Linked DNA regions of Gossypium arboreum: all the other regions are linked to region 3. Evidence: chromatin contacts called from public Hi-C data. All regions are on one chromosome and are shown on one strand. The core of a region is the stretch at or near the end of the contact, and the rest is flanking DNA. Distances in the headings are between cores, read along the strand shown.

The links. Hi-C and Micro-C count contacts between places; a contact is called where the count stands out from the background.
Region 1: a contact with region 3 is called in a Hi-C map of leaf, with 2.0 times the contacts expected there. The contact joins the promoter of LOC108489173 here to the promoter of LOC108486963 in region 3. A contact is called at or near these places in 2 of 5 Hi-C or Micro-C datasets (both in leaf).
Region 2: a contact with region 3 is called in a Hi-C map of leaf, with 5 times the contacts expected there. The contact joins the promoter of LOC108486976 here to the promoter of LOC108486963 in region 3. A contact is called at or near these places in 2 of 5 Hi-C or Micro-C datasets (both in leaf).

The regions. Positions count from the first base shown.
Region 1 is chr10:113,965,293-113,969,895 of ASM2569848v2, reverse strand. It overlaps LOC108489173 (WEB family protein At2g40480-like), which reads left to right and starts at 2,576. Exons shown (of 2, transcript XM_017793505.2): 1 at 2,576-3,005; 2 at 3,288-4,603. The coding sequence starts at 2,739.
Region 2 is chr10:113,852,394-113,857,375 of ASM2569848v2, reverse strand. LOC108486976 reads right to left here and starts at 3,260. Exons shown (of 12, transcript XM_017791144.2): 1 at 2,985-3,260; 2 at 2,536-2,634; 3 at 2,137-2,307; 4 at 1,934-1,999; 5 at 1,173-1,238; 6 at 720-836; 7 at 327-484; 8 at 103-193. The coding sequence starts at 3,065.
Region 3 is chr10:113,711,146-113,716,129 of ASM2569848v2, reverse strand. It overlaps LOC108486963 (pentatricopeptide repeat-containing protein At1g79490, mitochondrial), which reads left to right and starts at 2,430. Exons shown (of 1, transcript XM_017791131.2): 1 at 2,430-4,984. The coding sequence starts at 2,609.

The DNA of each region.
Region 1 (4,603 bases), core at 1,327-3,826, 250 kb before region 3:
AATAACCAGGACAGAACACAAGCAGTATGACCTAAAACCATTCGGTTTTAAATGTTGGAGCTATATTTAGTGTAAATGTGAGCTAAATCCAATTATAAAACTAAGTCTAAACAAAGACGAGACTAATCTCAAACAAAATAATCTGCTTATAATAAAATTGAGGGTTGAGATTTTACTATAAATAAATAAATATGATATTTGATAAAATCTCAATTTTATTTATAAAGATTTCTCTATCAAATAATTATTTATTAAAAAATATATATATTTTTTGTTAGCAATTTATTTTTATTTCCCATGGTACAAATGATTCCACCATCTATATCAGCACCAACACAGATTATCTTCAAATTTACGCGAACGTTGTCGTTTAGTTTTGAATGATTTTGATTAGACCTGGGCTTTCCTTACCAAACTGCAATTCCCAATATTCCTTTCCTTAAAACCGCAATCAACGGCCAAATGCAAATTCCGCATCTCATTTTACCATTGGCCCCAACTCAAAATCCTTCTCCGCCAACCAATTACCACTGAACACGTCACTAACACATCCCAACAAAAGAAAATCACTTTTCTCTCCCATGCGACATCATGATGGTCCTGATTTCTCATCATAATTGGATGCAATTACATTTACAACTGTTTATAATTCCACATCTAAATCTCCATTAATTCAAACCTCTCTTTTTCTCACCATCTTAAATGTTTTATACCATGAATCTTAACCCATTTTTATTTTTATTTTTATTTTATTTTTATTATAAAATTAAATATTTTATATTTAAAATATTTAAAAATAATTTAAATATTCTATATAGAAATATTTTTAAAACCCATAGAAAAGTTACTGATTATTTATTAGTTACTTTAAAATTTATTATTTTTAGAAATTTTTATAAAATAATTTTGAAATCATATCAAATAATATGAGAAACGAACCAAACTAAATTATAATGGATAAATTTGAAAATTTTAAAAAAACTTTACTAAACTAAACCAGTATCACCCTTAGCCCCACTAATCTCCTTTACTCTTGCCTCATTTGTTGACTACTAGTCATTTTTCCAATGTCAAGAGGCTTGCTCTATGACCTTTTCACCTGTTTGTTTTGTTTGGGACATGGTATCCACTCGAAGATGAAAATTAAATCATTTTTAGCTTCTTCACAATTGTTGTTTAAAATTAGTAATGAAAATTTAATTACCATAGAAGTGAGAAGTTAGAAAGTGACTTTTGCATCAAGATGACTTTGCTCACTTTGATCACCAAAGTTTTCAGCTCTGAGTCCTCCCTTACTTCCTCTTTATCAAATGATGGAGGTCTGATTACAATGAAGGATGCTTTTGCTCTGTCCAATTTGGGTTTTAGGATCACTAGCCTCTACAGCCTTTGTTTTGTCTTGTTAAGAATTTCAACCCTCGATTGTTTGTAATCTTCTTTCATGTATAAAAAATTTCATTTGAAAAAAAGTACATTAAATCCGTATCAATCTTTTTTACTTTTTTTATTAACTCATGCACGAGTTTAAAAATTATTTAAAATTATTTAAAATTTATATATGTTTTATAATTAAATTTAAAGAAGATTTTATTATTAAATAACAATTTGAGTTGAGTCTATCTCAAACTTGTAAAAAATTATTTATAATTAAATTCTTACCTATCCACATAATGGATATGTACAATTAATAGGCTTAAGTTACAATTTGACCCCTAAATATACTCATTTTTTTTCACTTTGGTATTTAATTTTTTTATCCTAATTTAATACTTAAAGTATTAATTTCTTATATTTTAGCCCATTTTGTAAGGATCGTTAACAAAAATCTATTAAACAACTTTGGCCAATGAAAAACACTATGACATCTTTTGACCAATAAAAATGCCATGTGACAATTAAGTTTATTTAAAATAAAATATAAAATTTAAATTAAAAATAAAAATATCATATTAAATATTTAAATATTAAATTGGCCGCCATGTGGTGCTATTAAAACATATCATGTATCTTTTTTATTTTTAATATTATATATTATATTGATTAAAATGTAAAAAATCAAATATAATATATATAATTTTTAAAAAAGTTAAAAATATTTTTCATAAAATTAAAAATATATAATTATATATTTGATTTTATAATTTTTCAAATTTTATATATTATTTTAATTTTTAAAACAATATAATTATATATTTTTGGATTTTATAAAATTTATTTTTATTTAAAAAATTATATATATTATATATGATTTTTTTACATTTTTAATGGATATCATATATATAATACCAAAAAAAAGGACACGTGGTGTGTTCTAATAACATCATGTGGCTGGTCAATGGTCGATCAATGCTGATCAACAGTCGATCAATCAAAGTCAAAATATTTTTAAATATTAAAACATTTAATATTACATTTTTATTTTTATTTTTATTTTTATTTTATTTTTATTTTAAATAAACCTAATTATTGATTTTTTAACCCATTACAAAATGGACCAAAATAGAATAAAATTAAGTACTAAAATAGAAAAATAAATATACTTTTAAGGACTTGAAATAAGCATAATTAATATGATACTACACCAATGTATCTTTTCTCTTTTTCGCCATTAAAGCTGAAATTACACACACCCTTTTTAAATTGAGACCTTTGTCTTTGCATTATACTCACAAGTTACATTGACATTTTCACATTTTATTTATTTACTCTCTACCTAAGCTTATTTGTGTGCCTATGCAATGGCAGTTGATCCTCAAAACTCCCCCATGGAAGGGTTCCCGGCTACACCTAAGATCCGGGAAGTGAGGCCTGAGTCCGGTTTTGAGAATTTCGGGTTTTGCACTGACCCCTGTCGTGTCCCGGGCGGTGAACCCAACCCGGGAATAAGAAGAGTGAGTTTGAGGGCTGAGATTGACACTTCACCTCCTTTCGGATCGGTTAAGGAGGCTGTGACCCGGTTTGGTGGCAACGGACATTGGGTGCCATTGAACAAGTTTGGAGAATATGTAAGTATTTTCAGCTTTTTTGGTTTGACTATATTTATATATTTATAATATAATGTAACAATAAAGGTATTCTTTGTTTTGTTGTGTAATTTGCATGCAGCCCCAAAATTCTTGGTTTAATATGTTATTTTCTACTTTAACTTGTATGTTCATAGATTCTGAGGAGAAAAAAAAACAACGGCAATCATCAAATTTCAACATGTTATCATCATTTTTTGTTTGCAAATTGCTTGTATTTATTCCTGTATGAATGTATAAAAAGGAATTTTGTTATGAACACAGCATGGAATTGAAGAGTTTGATTTAAAGAAAGTGGAGGAACAAGCAGCAGAATTGGAGAAAGATCTGATTGTGAAAGAATTAGAGACCCTTGATGTGCTTGAAGAACTGGGGACTACAAAAAAGATTGTTGAAGAGTTAAAGAGACAGCTGCAAAGTGAAGCTATGAAATGTATGAACAGTACTGGTCCAGGCTTGGATTCAGATGATATCAAAGAAATGAACAAGGAGTACTATGGACAGGTGAGAATTGGGTATTCGAAACCGTGCTCGATTTCATCTCCAGATTCGATCTTGATGGAGTTGAAGCAAGCTAAGTTGAACCTTGGTAAAACTATCAATGATCTTGGGGTGATTCAAGCTTCTGTTGAGCGTCTAAATAAGAAAATGAAGAAAGAAAAAAGTTTACTTGAAATGACCCATGAGAGACTAACTTATAAATTTGCAGGGTTGGCATTGAAGCCACAGGTTGGCAACAATGGCAATGTTGAGCATTCTTTGAATGTTCCAAAGGGTGCTTTTCACAAAAATGGCAAGCCTGAGCAGTTTAAGCAAATGGTTGATCCTACAATGAATGAAGTTCCAAGATCAATGCCATTGCCAGGGAATGAACATAACAAGCCTTGTATTAGAACTGCTGAAATGAGGTGGATTGCAGCTAAGAAGATGGAGGAAGCTGCCATGGCAGCAAAGGCCCTTGCTGTTATTGAAATGAAGGGTTTGTCAAGCAATGAGAACTCATCAGGATTTTCCTTGCCGGAACCAGAGCCGTCTCCTCGAACCCCGAAAGTCCAACGGGCAGAAGAGGTTTCTAGCAGGGAAGCAATTCATGCAATGAACAAATTGGCTGAAGCAAACATCTCCAAGCGTACAATCCTGAGGAAACTGGAGGAAGCTTCAGAGGAAGTTAAACATAGTAAAGAAGCATTGGAAGAGGCTCTTAATAGAGTGGAATTTGCAAACAGGAAGCAACTTGATGCTGAAGAGGCTCTTAGGAGAATGATTCCAGATCAAGAACAGAAAAAACAGGCCTTTTGCAATGCTAACAAGATCAACAATTTCCCTCTCCCTCATCCTCATCCTCATCAGCATCAGCATATTCCTCAATCTCCATTACATGATCTAAACAACCAAAACCCAACAGTGGATGATGGAGCAAATCCTGCTTTAAGGCCAACAGTTTCAATGGGAGATATCCTCAGCAGGAAACAAGTCCCTACTAAAGGCCAGACTGAAAGGCAAAAGGTAGCTTTGAGCCAAATGCTTCATGAACTAAGGGAAGAACATCTGGCATTTTCTCCAAAACCTGATCAAAAAGA
Region 2 (4,982 bases), core at 2,011-4,510, 140 kb before region 3:
CAGTATGTAAGCTTCAGAGCTCAATGAACCAAAAAATATGAATACAAATGATAGAAGTCAAATAAACCGAAACTGCATGACAGCTAACTTAGAAAAGAATACCGTCAAGTCTTCTGGACTGCAATACTTGGCCAATCCACTAACAACCTGTCGTACTTTAGCCTCTCCGACATCTATCTCCTCTACCAGTAAACTGCATTTTAATAAAACAAAACATCATTCCACCAATTTTGCATCTAGACAGCCATAGAGAAGAATTAGTTAACTCAAACATAAAGATATTTAACCCCTTGAAAGGAAAGTACAAGACAAGTTTGTCAGCATACCTATCAGCAGATGGATGTTTCCATGCTTTACGTATAAGACCAACCTGTATATTCAGTAAACTGACACTGAGTTCTTTGTCTTTATCAGATGCTTCTTTTTCAGGTGCTTTCTTCTCTGGAACAGCTTCCTTATCTCCCTTAGCCTTTTTCTTGGCATCCTGAAAATGAAAAGGTTATCGTCATAGAATTTTACGAGCATGAGAATCTAGAAAAAGCTTGGGCACTGATAATTAGAGTATGGATAACCACCTGTTGTTATGAGAGTTAATTTAAGCAAGATACTACTTGAATAAGTTCTCTCAAACGGTGAACATTGAAGCAATTACCAAGTGAAAAACACCAAGAAGTTACAAGAATATATACTAGAATAAAGAATAAGGGCAAAAATGGTACCGCGGAATCACTTTTCTTTGCATTTTTTTCTGCATCTGGCTTGTCTGCAATTTTTGTGTTTTGAACAGTCCCTTTAGCACTTGAAGTTACTTCTGGCTTAGCTGCAGCTTTTGCCATCTGCAACCAGATTTTGTAAATAACATTAAGAAATAATATGCTATCCTGACTATATGTAATTGCCAACTTTCAGTATCCCCCCCCCCCAACCCCAACCAAAAAAAAAAAAGAGAGAGAGAGAGAGAGGAGCTGAGTGGTAGGGGAATGGCTCTTAGGGTAGTGAAGATGTCAAGACTCAAGAGCCAAGACCTCTCTATTGAACAAAGAAAACATCAAATTTCAACTGAAGTGAAAATTTCCATTCCTTTACACATCAAAACCATTTACGGTGCCCTATCACATGATTAGAACCCCAATGACCACAGATCTAAAACACACAATTTAAGGATAACTTACCTGAGGCTCAAAAACAGGCTTCTCCAGCAATATCTTCTCAAAATGTGCACCAAGATCCTCACTATTCTGCAAAAGTGATTTTAAAAGGTTTGTAAGTAAAGATTTAAAAAATGGCATTCATTGGTGTTACAGTTCCTAAAAAGACCGTGCATTCCTCCTTTGAGGCCTTAATCATCATCTTAGAAAACCTGGTATGTGTTCTGATAATCTTTTTTAAAAGGTAAGTGAAGAACAATAAGTGATAACTTTTAAAGAAAAGCAAAAAGCTGTTTTCGAGGCTATGGCAACAACAGATACAACCTAACACCAAAAAGGAAATATCAAGTTTCAATCCCCACTTCCTAACTTGATTCATAAATACGCCAGCAAAAGTCGGGATAAATGGATGACACGAATTCATGACAATAAAAACAAAAGCTTAGACTAGAGTGTCAACATGACATCTGCATCAGCGGCTAGGCAAAATCTTGTTGATGAAATGTTAAAACAGAAGCTAAACTACAGGATAGACGAAACATCAAGAACAAAAATAGCAGAGATTGTCCCATGTGCTACCAGGCTGTGTTCAACTGACAAATCTATATTTCAGATTCCTTCATAAAGCCGCAAATAGCTTTTTCTACTTGTCTCCACAAAATAACACACTAGACAAAAGCTACCAAATGCAGGAAAACCAAATAATACCCAGAAAAAAGCTGTGACAAGAATCCATTAGGTATCCAACAAAATTATAAATTCAAAACAACAGAAAATGTCTCTACCTGGATATAATCCATCCATCGCATCACATGTGGCAATTTCTCCTTCTCTGGAGTTGAAAGGGCAATCTGACAACAAACAAGCAAAGGCTATCAATTTTTCGCAAAGGAATTGCAGTTAATTTTCTTCAACATAAGTTTAGCAGTTAGCACCAAGATACCCTCTCTTTGAAACACAAAGTGAGAGTATATACTGCAATACATACCACTGAACTATGTATGACTGAAAAAACAATAACATCGGCTTCTGAGGGTGTAAATCCATTGCCCAAAAGTACAGATTTTTTAGCCAAGTCAGTGTTTAATTCATTCAAACCACCATAGCATGCCTTAGAATCACCAGGAAAGCTGTCTGCAAAAGCTATCCACTTCATCACCTACAGTCAAGTTCAAACTTTTCATACTAGTAAACTTTTTTAGGAAGAGAAAATCACAGTGGAGAAACATGCAAGAGATCATTTTTCCAATTCATGCCAGTCACCTCAATTTTACCAATATACTTTTATAAAGAGAAATGACCTCAGGTTCTACTTCACTAACACTAACATAAGAGCTAGATTATACAAAGATGAATACTTTCATGAAAAAGGCTAATTACACATTACCTCATCGTTATTTTGCGGTGACTCCTTCCCTGATGACTTCAAAATGTTTATGTAAAGGGTCTTAATATCATTTCCAGGGACTTGACTTGAAAAAGCCTTCTGCAAAATAAAGTAGGAATTTATATCGCCATCAATATTGGCACATAATTAGGGAACCAGATAAACAAAGCACATCTCAATTGATTGCAAATGTAAGCAAAACTTAGCAAATTGCATGGTTATTACAAATTGAAATACATTAAGCATGTTTCCCTTCTTCTACACTTAATTGATAAGGAAATAATAACTGAATTGAAGTAAAACCCATTACATAAAAGTAAATCACTAAAAAATGAAAAACTTCCTTAAGTAAAAATGAAAGAGATTTTAGCTAAACAGATTAAAATAAACGACATGCAGGCAAGATAAAGGAAGTAAATTATAAAGATGGGTATTTCAATTTTACTCACAGGATCCAAAGAGAAGTGCTTGCAAAGAGATGATGCTATTCCTTGCTTCCTTTTGATATCACTGGTTCCATTGGTTGCCATGTCTGGGTTTTCTTCTCTTTTTCTCCCTTGAAGAGCTATTTAGACCAAGAAACAGACGTAGGGTTTTTGTGGTTTGATGAGCTTTTTCACTTCAGGAAAGCCAAAGTTCATTGAAGCTTGACAAAATATTGATTGGGCTAAGCCTGGTTCCTTGGTAGACTGGACCTCACTCCAGAGTTCTCACTTTGTAACCTTAACTAGTTTACAGATGATTTATGTTCTCCAGATGTTGGGCTGCTTTAAGGTTTCGGCCAATTCCTAGGCCATTCTTTAAGATTAGTTGAGGTGTAGTTTTCAAAAATTTGGAATTTAATTTTTTTTTAGATTTTAAAATTTAGTTTAATCTTAATTTTTTTATTAAATTTGTTGACGAATTTTAAAACTGTTCCAAACTTAAGACGGGGATTGAACGCTCGATCATTGACTAAAATAAAAATCTTTACCATCTCACCTAATTCTCATAGTTCAAACTTCTAAATATTTATCAACAAATATTTAATTGTATTAGTTGAAGTGTTATCTCAATCCAAATTATATACAACTATTAATCATATTTTTTTCATTTCATATTAATTTTAAATTAAAACACAAATCTACTAAATATTCACATTTTTAAAGCTGCAAAATTTTGGTGCATCACACTAATAATAAAGCTAGTATTATATAAACTAAGGTAAACTAGCAATTCAGAAAACAATACTACGAGAAGTATATAATTTTGACAAGTGTCTTGCTTGTTTGATTGATACGTTATACTTTTTATCATTATTAACATAATACGAGTCCAATTATTATTTTAAAATTTTATTAAAACAAAAATCCAAAACTGGTTTAAAAAATAAATATTTTTAAGTCATTATTAAATTAAAATTAAAAATGTGGTAAATACATATTTTAAAAGAAGTTGTAAAATTTAAAATTTTGGTAAATACATATTATGGTTATTAGAAAGATATTTCTTCTCCTTTCTTGTGTTCTTGTCATTTGACTTTGTTTCTCTGCTATTTTGCGTCGACGTGGTGAAATGTTGGCCCTTCAGCAGAGCTTCAGATGACGATAATGGTAAGAGTAAGATAAACAAACAAACAAAAAAACCATGAAATCTTTTCTTCCTCCCATAACACTCACCTGGTGGTCCGAACAGTTTCATCTTCTCAATTCTCAATTACCTAACACACAAAGCAGTAGCAGCTAACGGCGTGGAAAGAAATAAAGTTGCAAGACACACAACCCAAAAACCAACTTAATCTTCATCTTACAAGTAAACCAAAAAATTAAAATAAAAATATGTTTTTGGTCTAATTATAAAATTGTTCACATAAAAAGTCAAAAAAAAAAAAGGTCACGTGTTATTTAATGGATTAATGTATTACATTAATAAAATGGATTATTTTAACGATTGAACAATTATTTTAATTAAAATAATTAAATAAATTATATTTTAGATTAATTCACCCTATAATAAAATTAACAACAAAAGAAAGTAGAAAACAAAACACGCAAGAGAAGAGAGGTGTGTCGCTTTTGGGTAAGCAGAATAATTTTTTGGGGGGGCCGAATGAAATTTTAATTTTTTATAGTCTATATATTTATAATTTTTAAAGGATTAAATTAAATTTTTATAATTTTAGGGGGGCCAAAGTGTAATTTTACCTTTACTAATTTAAAAATTTAAAAAAATCTAAAGGGCCTCAATGAAAATTTTCCATTTTAGGGGGGTCGGGGCCCATGCCTGCCCCCTGGTTTCGCCCTTGGTCGTTTTACTACCTGGCTTTATTTGCTACTAGAGATAACTTACTTCCTACATCAAAAGAGGTGTGTCGTTTCAAACTGAATTATCAAAATTATCGAAAGGCTGTTATTTTAGTAAAGTGATAAAAAATTAATTAATATAATCATACTTATCTTTTATATAAA
Region 3 (4,984 bases), core at 1,181-3,680:
GATACCATGGCAACGTGATATGAAATGAACAAGACCATGGTTGAAAGATACCATGGCAACGTGATATGAAATGAACAAGACCATGGTTGAAAGATACCATGGCAACATGACAGAAAATGAGTAAGACCATAGTTGAAAGACACTATGGCATCATGTCAAAGATAAATAAGACCGTGGATGGGAGACGCTCTAGCATCTGTTGAATAATTGATATTCAGGTAATATGTATCAGATGACGAATGGTTATATGAAATAATTATGAAGATAGATAAACGAAATAAGTATAAGTACATGAAATATAATTTATGTTAAGTTTGATATAAGCTATTACCGAATAAATATACATAAAATATATGGAAATGATGGAGCATGAAATATTGATATAATGAAATGAATGATATATGCTTATGAAGAAACGGTAAGAGCATGATATGTTTCATGACATGTACATATATGATTATCTTTGATATGTTGATACAAGGAAATTATGTAATTGAGACTATTATTAAACTCAAGTGTGATATGTCGAGAAAATAGATATATCAGTGTTGAATTTATATGAGATATGTGCAAGTATACTAACAATGTTGCTGTTTGATGTTTATACAACTGTCAAACTGTTGATTGAATGGTAATATATTTATTTATATGATGCATTGAATCGGTAAGTATTTAAATTTTTTTAGTGATCTGTAAATGGTAGTAATGCTCCGAAACCCTGTTCTGGCAGCGAATACGGGTTAGGGGTGTTACAATTATCATGGAACATTTACCTAAACCATTATCATGGAACATTTACCTAACCCATTATCATGGAATATTTACCTAATCCATTATCATGGAACATTTACCTAACCCATTATCAATTTGTACCATGAATTATGGATATCAAGTGCTCATATTGTCTACAACAACATGATGGCTGGCCACTTCATGTAAAATGGGAGGTTTGTCATGCAAATCCTCCTATTTTGCACTCCTGTTTATTTGCCCACTTCAATTTAGCCTATAGCATTTTCAAACATTTTCACATAGGTTCTATTTCATAATTTCACCCCCTTTTTTCTTATGGAACAAAAATTAACTAAAATTGCCGGATTCTATCTTAAGCTTGGGCCTTCTAGAAGCCCACTAACATAATTAAACCTATGCCAACATTCACAGAATTCCCGAAAATTTAGGCGTTACAGTTAAATATTTATTAAAACTAATACATGTTATACTATGTATGGGTTCTATTAAAAACTGATACTTGCTATGTATGAGTTCTATTAGAAAAGATTAATTATGGAAAAGAGCATTTTTGAATTAATGTTACTTAGTTTTCTAGATTAAAATATAATTTTTTAAAATTTAATATTGTGTCTGCATTTTAGTGAAAATAATTGTTAAAAAATGATTTCAAGAAAATTTATTAAACAACGAAAATATTTTATATAGAATCATCTAAACACCAGAAAATAATAATTCTTTTTCCAGAAAATCAATTCACTTTCCAAAAATCATTTTCTGAGAGTTGCTTTTAGTGAAACAGCCGATGGCCGAACTATTTGAATTTTTAATCACTAGTTGTAAATGGTTAATTGAAAAATGACATGTTGGTTTTTAAAATTAGCATAATAACAACTTTAATCCTCCTACATTTAACCCACTATTGAAAGGAAAGTTTAATCAAGTTCAAGGAGTGGATAAGTTGAATGACTAGGGGACTCGAAAATTCAAACAGTGCCATGAAAATGAACTTGCATTATCGATCGCTAGAGTTGACATCAAACAATGAGTTTTGTTAGTAAATAGGAGCTACAATAGTACCGCCACCTCATCTCTTTACAATGTCGTCCCTACGTTTGGCCTAAAAGAAAAATGAAAAAGAACAGAAAAAAATAAAATGACCCAAATTTTATAAGATAGCCAATTCAATTCCTTGAAAATAAAAGTACACTCTTTGTCAATTTAACCTAATTTTAATTCTAACAACTTTAAAAAAATATTTTAGTTTACAAAGCTAACAAAAAAATAGTTAATTGGCATTGAAAGGTAGTAAGTTATCAACTATTTAAAGTATAAGAAAGCAATGTATTTGAAAGTTGTCTAGTTTAATAAAAAGGATTTTTTGTAAAATATTTTGTTTTTATTTTTAATTTACACATTGTGTTTTGAATTATATTTTCATATAAAATATAGGATAAAATTAGAGAATATGTAAATATTAAGAGCTAAATTTTAAAAATTAAGACTTAATGAAACAATATGTAAATATTTGTACAAATTTTAATAGTTGTCATGCTATCTTTCCATTAACCATTTAACGGTTGATGACAAAAAAAAAAATCAAATAATTGAGTGACTATTTTTGTATTTTTTTATATTTGGGTGAACAAAATAAAAACTTAATAATAGTTGGGTGACTGAATATGCAAGTTACCCTAAAAACAATGAGTAATTTGGCTATTTGCCACGTCAAATTACCGTAAAGGTTCCTCCATTGCCAATTCAGTAGGGTTTAAGGTTTTGGCCTCCCTTGGAGAGATTACCAACACAAGAGAATATCGTCTGGTAAGTATTTCTACATCTACCAAACCCTAGCATTTTCCTCCTAGTTATTTCAATGCTTCATACCTTGAGTCGTAAACTTTTCCCTAGAAATCTCTGTTTCATTCTCAAACTAAACCCTAACTCTTGCACTAGTTCTTCGGACCTGAATTCTAGCAGAAATGCACTCACTAAGTGCTCCAATAGCTTTAGTTTCTTCAACTCTTCAATGGGTATCAATCAAATTTCCCCCTTCCATACTCTTTATAAAACCCCCAATTTTATTGGAAACCCTAGAATTGTAAGAAGTTACTGTTCTGGTGAGTGGACTGAGGATATAGAGTACTTAGATGAGTCGGGGAGTGTTATATACTCTGGTAAAGGTATCCGGTCAGTCGAGCCGGGGCTTGACGATCATGTTATGGTGGGTGGGTTAAAGAAACCATTTTTGAATACCTCTGCAGTTGCTAAGATTGTTGAGGTTGTTAAGAGGTGGAAATGGGGACCAGAATTAGAGACCCAATTGGATAAACTACAGTTTACGCCTAATATGACTCATATTACTCAGGCCTTGAAGGTTGTCAAAGATAGCGATGCATCATTGAGTTTGTTTAGATGGGCTAAGCGACAATCTTGGTATGCCCCGAGTGATGAGTGTTATGACATGTTGTTTGATGGGTTAAATCAAAGTAGAGACTTTGATGCGATTCAATCATTGTTTGAGGAGTTGGTCCAAGATTCGAGTGGTAACGAGGTTTCATTATTTAGTGCATACAATCGGGTGATTCAGTTTCTGGCTAAAGCTGAGAAATTGGAGGTATCGTTTTGTTGTTTCAAGAAGGCTCAGGATTATGGTTGTAAAATCGACACTCAAACATACAACGACCTTATGATGTTATTTTTGAATAAAAGTTTGCCTTACAAGGCATTTGAGATATATGAGAGCATGCAAGCGGCAGGATGTTTGTTGGATGGGTCTACGTATGAGTTGATGATACCTAGCTTGGCAAAATCAGGCCGGCTTGATGCAGCTTCTAAGCTCTTTCAAGAGATGAAAGAAAGGAAGTTTCAGCCAGGCTTTAGTATCTTTGCATCACTTGTTGATTCAATGGGGAAAGCTGGGAGACTGGACACATCAATGAAAATCTACATGGAAATGCTGGGCTCTGGGCTTCGGCCATCTGCTACTATGTTTGTTTCATTGATCGACTCCTACACAAAGGCTGGGAAGCTAGATACTGCACTTCGGCTTTGGGAGGAGATGAAGGCAGCTGGTTTTAGGCCGAATTTTGGCTTATACACGATGATCATTGAGTCCCATGCAAAATCAGGAAAGCTTGATATTGCAACATCAATATTTAAAGAAATGGAGAAAGCTGGGTTTCTGCCCACTCCATCGACGTACTCATGTCTCTTAGAAATGCATGCAGCCTCTGGACAGGTAGATTCTGCGATGAAGCTCTATAACTCAATGATAAATGCAGGTTTACGGCCCGGATTGAGCACGTATACAGCTCTTTTGACCCTCTTGGCTAATAAGAAACTTGTGGATGTCGCAGCAAAAATCTTACTTGAAATGAAGTCCATGGGATATTCTATTGATGTTAGTGCTAGTGATGTTCTAATGGTTTATGTTAAAGATGGTTCCATTGAGCTCGCCTTGAGGTGGTTAAGTTTCATGGGTTCATCGGGGATTAGAACAAATAATTTCATAGTTAGGCAGTTGTTTGAATCATGCATGAAGAATGGTTTATATGACTCAGCAAAGCCTCTCCTTGAAAACTATGTGAACTCTGCTGCGAAGGTGGATCTGATTCTTTACACATCAATTCTTGCCTATTTGGTACGATGCCAGGAAGAACACAATGAGAGACATTTGATGGCAATCCTTGGTGCAACAAAACACAAAGCTCATGCCTTTATGTGTGGACTCTTTACTGGCCCAGAACAGAGAAAACAGCCAGTTTTATCGTTTGTGAGGGAGTTTTTTCAAGGTATTGATTACGAGTTGGAAGAAGGGGCTGCGAGGTACTTTGTTAATGTTCTCCTAAACTATCTTGTTCTGATGGGGCAGATAAACAGAGCTCGCTGTGTTTGGAAGGTTGCCTACGAGAATAAGCTTTTCCCGAAGGCAATAGTTTTCGATCAGCATATTGCTTGGTCACTTGACGTTAGAAATTTGTCGGTGGGAGCTGCTCTTATAGCTGTTGTGCACACCCTCCATAGATTTAGGAAAAGAATGTTGTATTATGGAGTGGTCCCGAGGCGTATCAAATTGGTTACAGGACCCACTCTGAAGATCGTGGTTGCACAGATGCTGAGCTCTGTAGAATCCCCATTTGAAGTTAGTAAGGTGGTTTTAAGGGCCACCGGAGACTCTGTTATGGAGTGGTTCAAAAAACCAATCGTTCAACAGTTTCTTTTGAATGAGATTCCATCAAGAGCTGACATC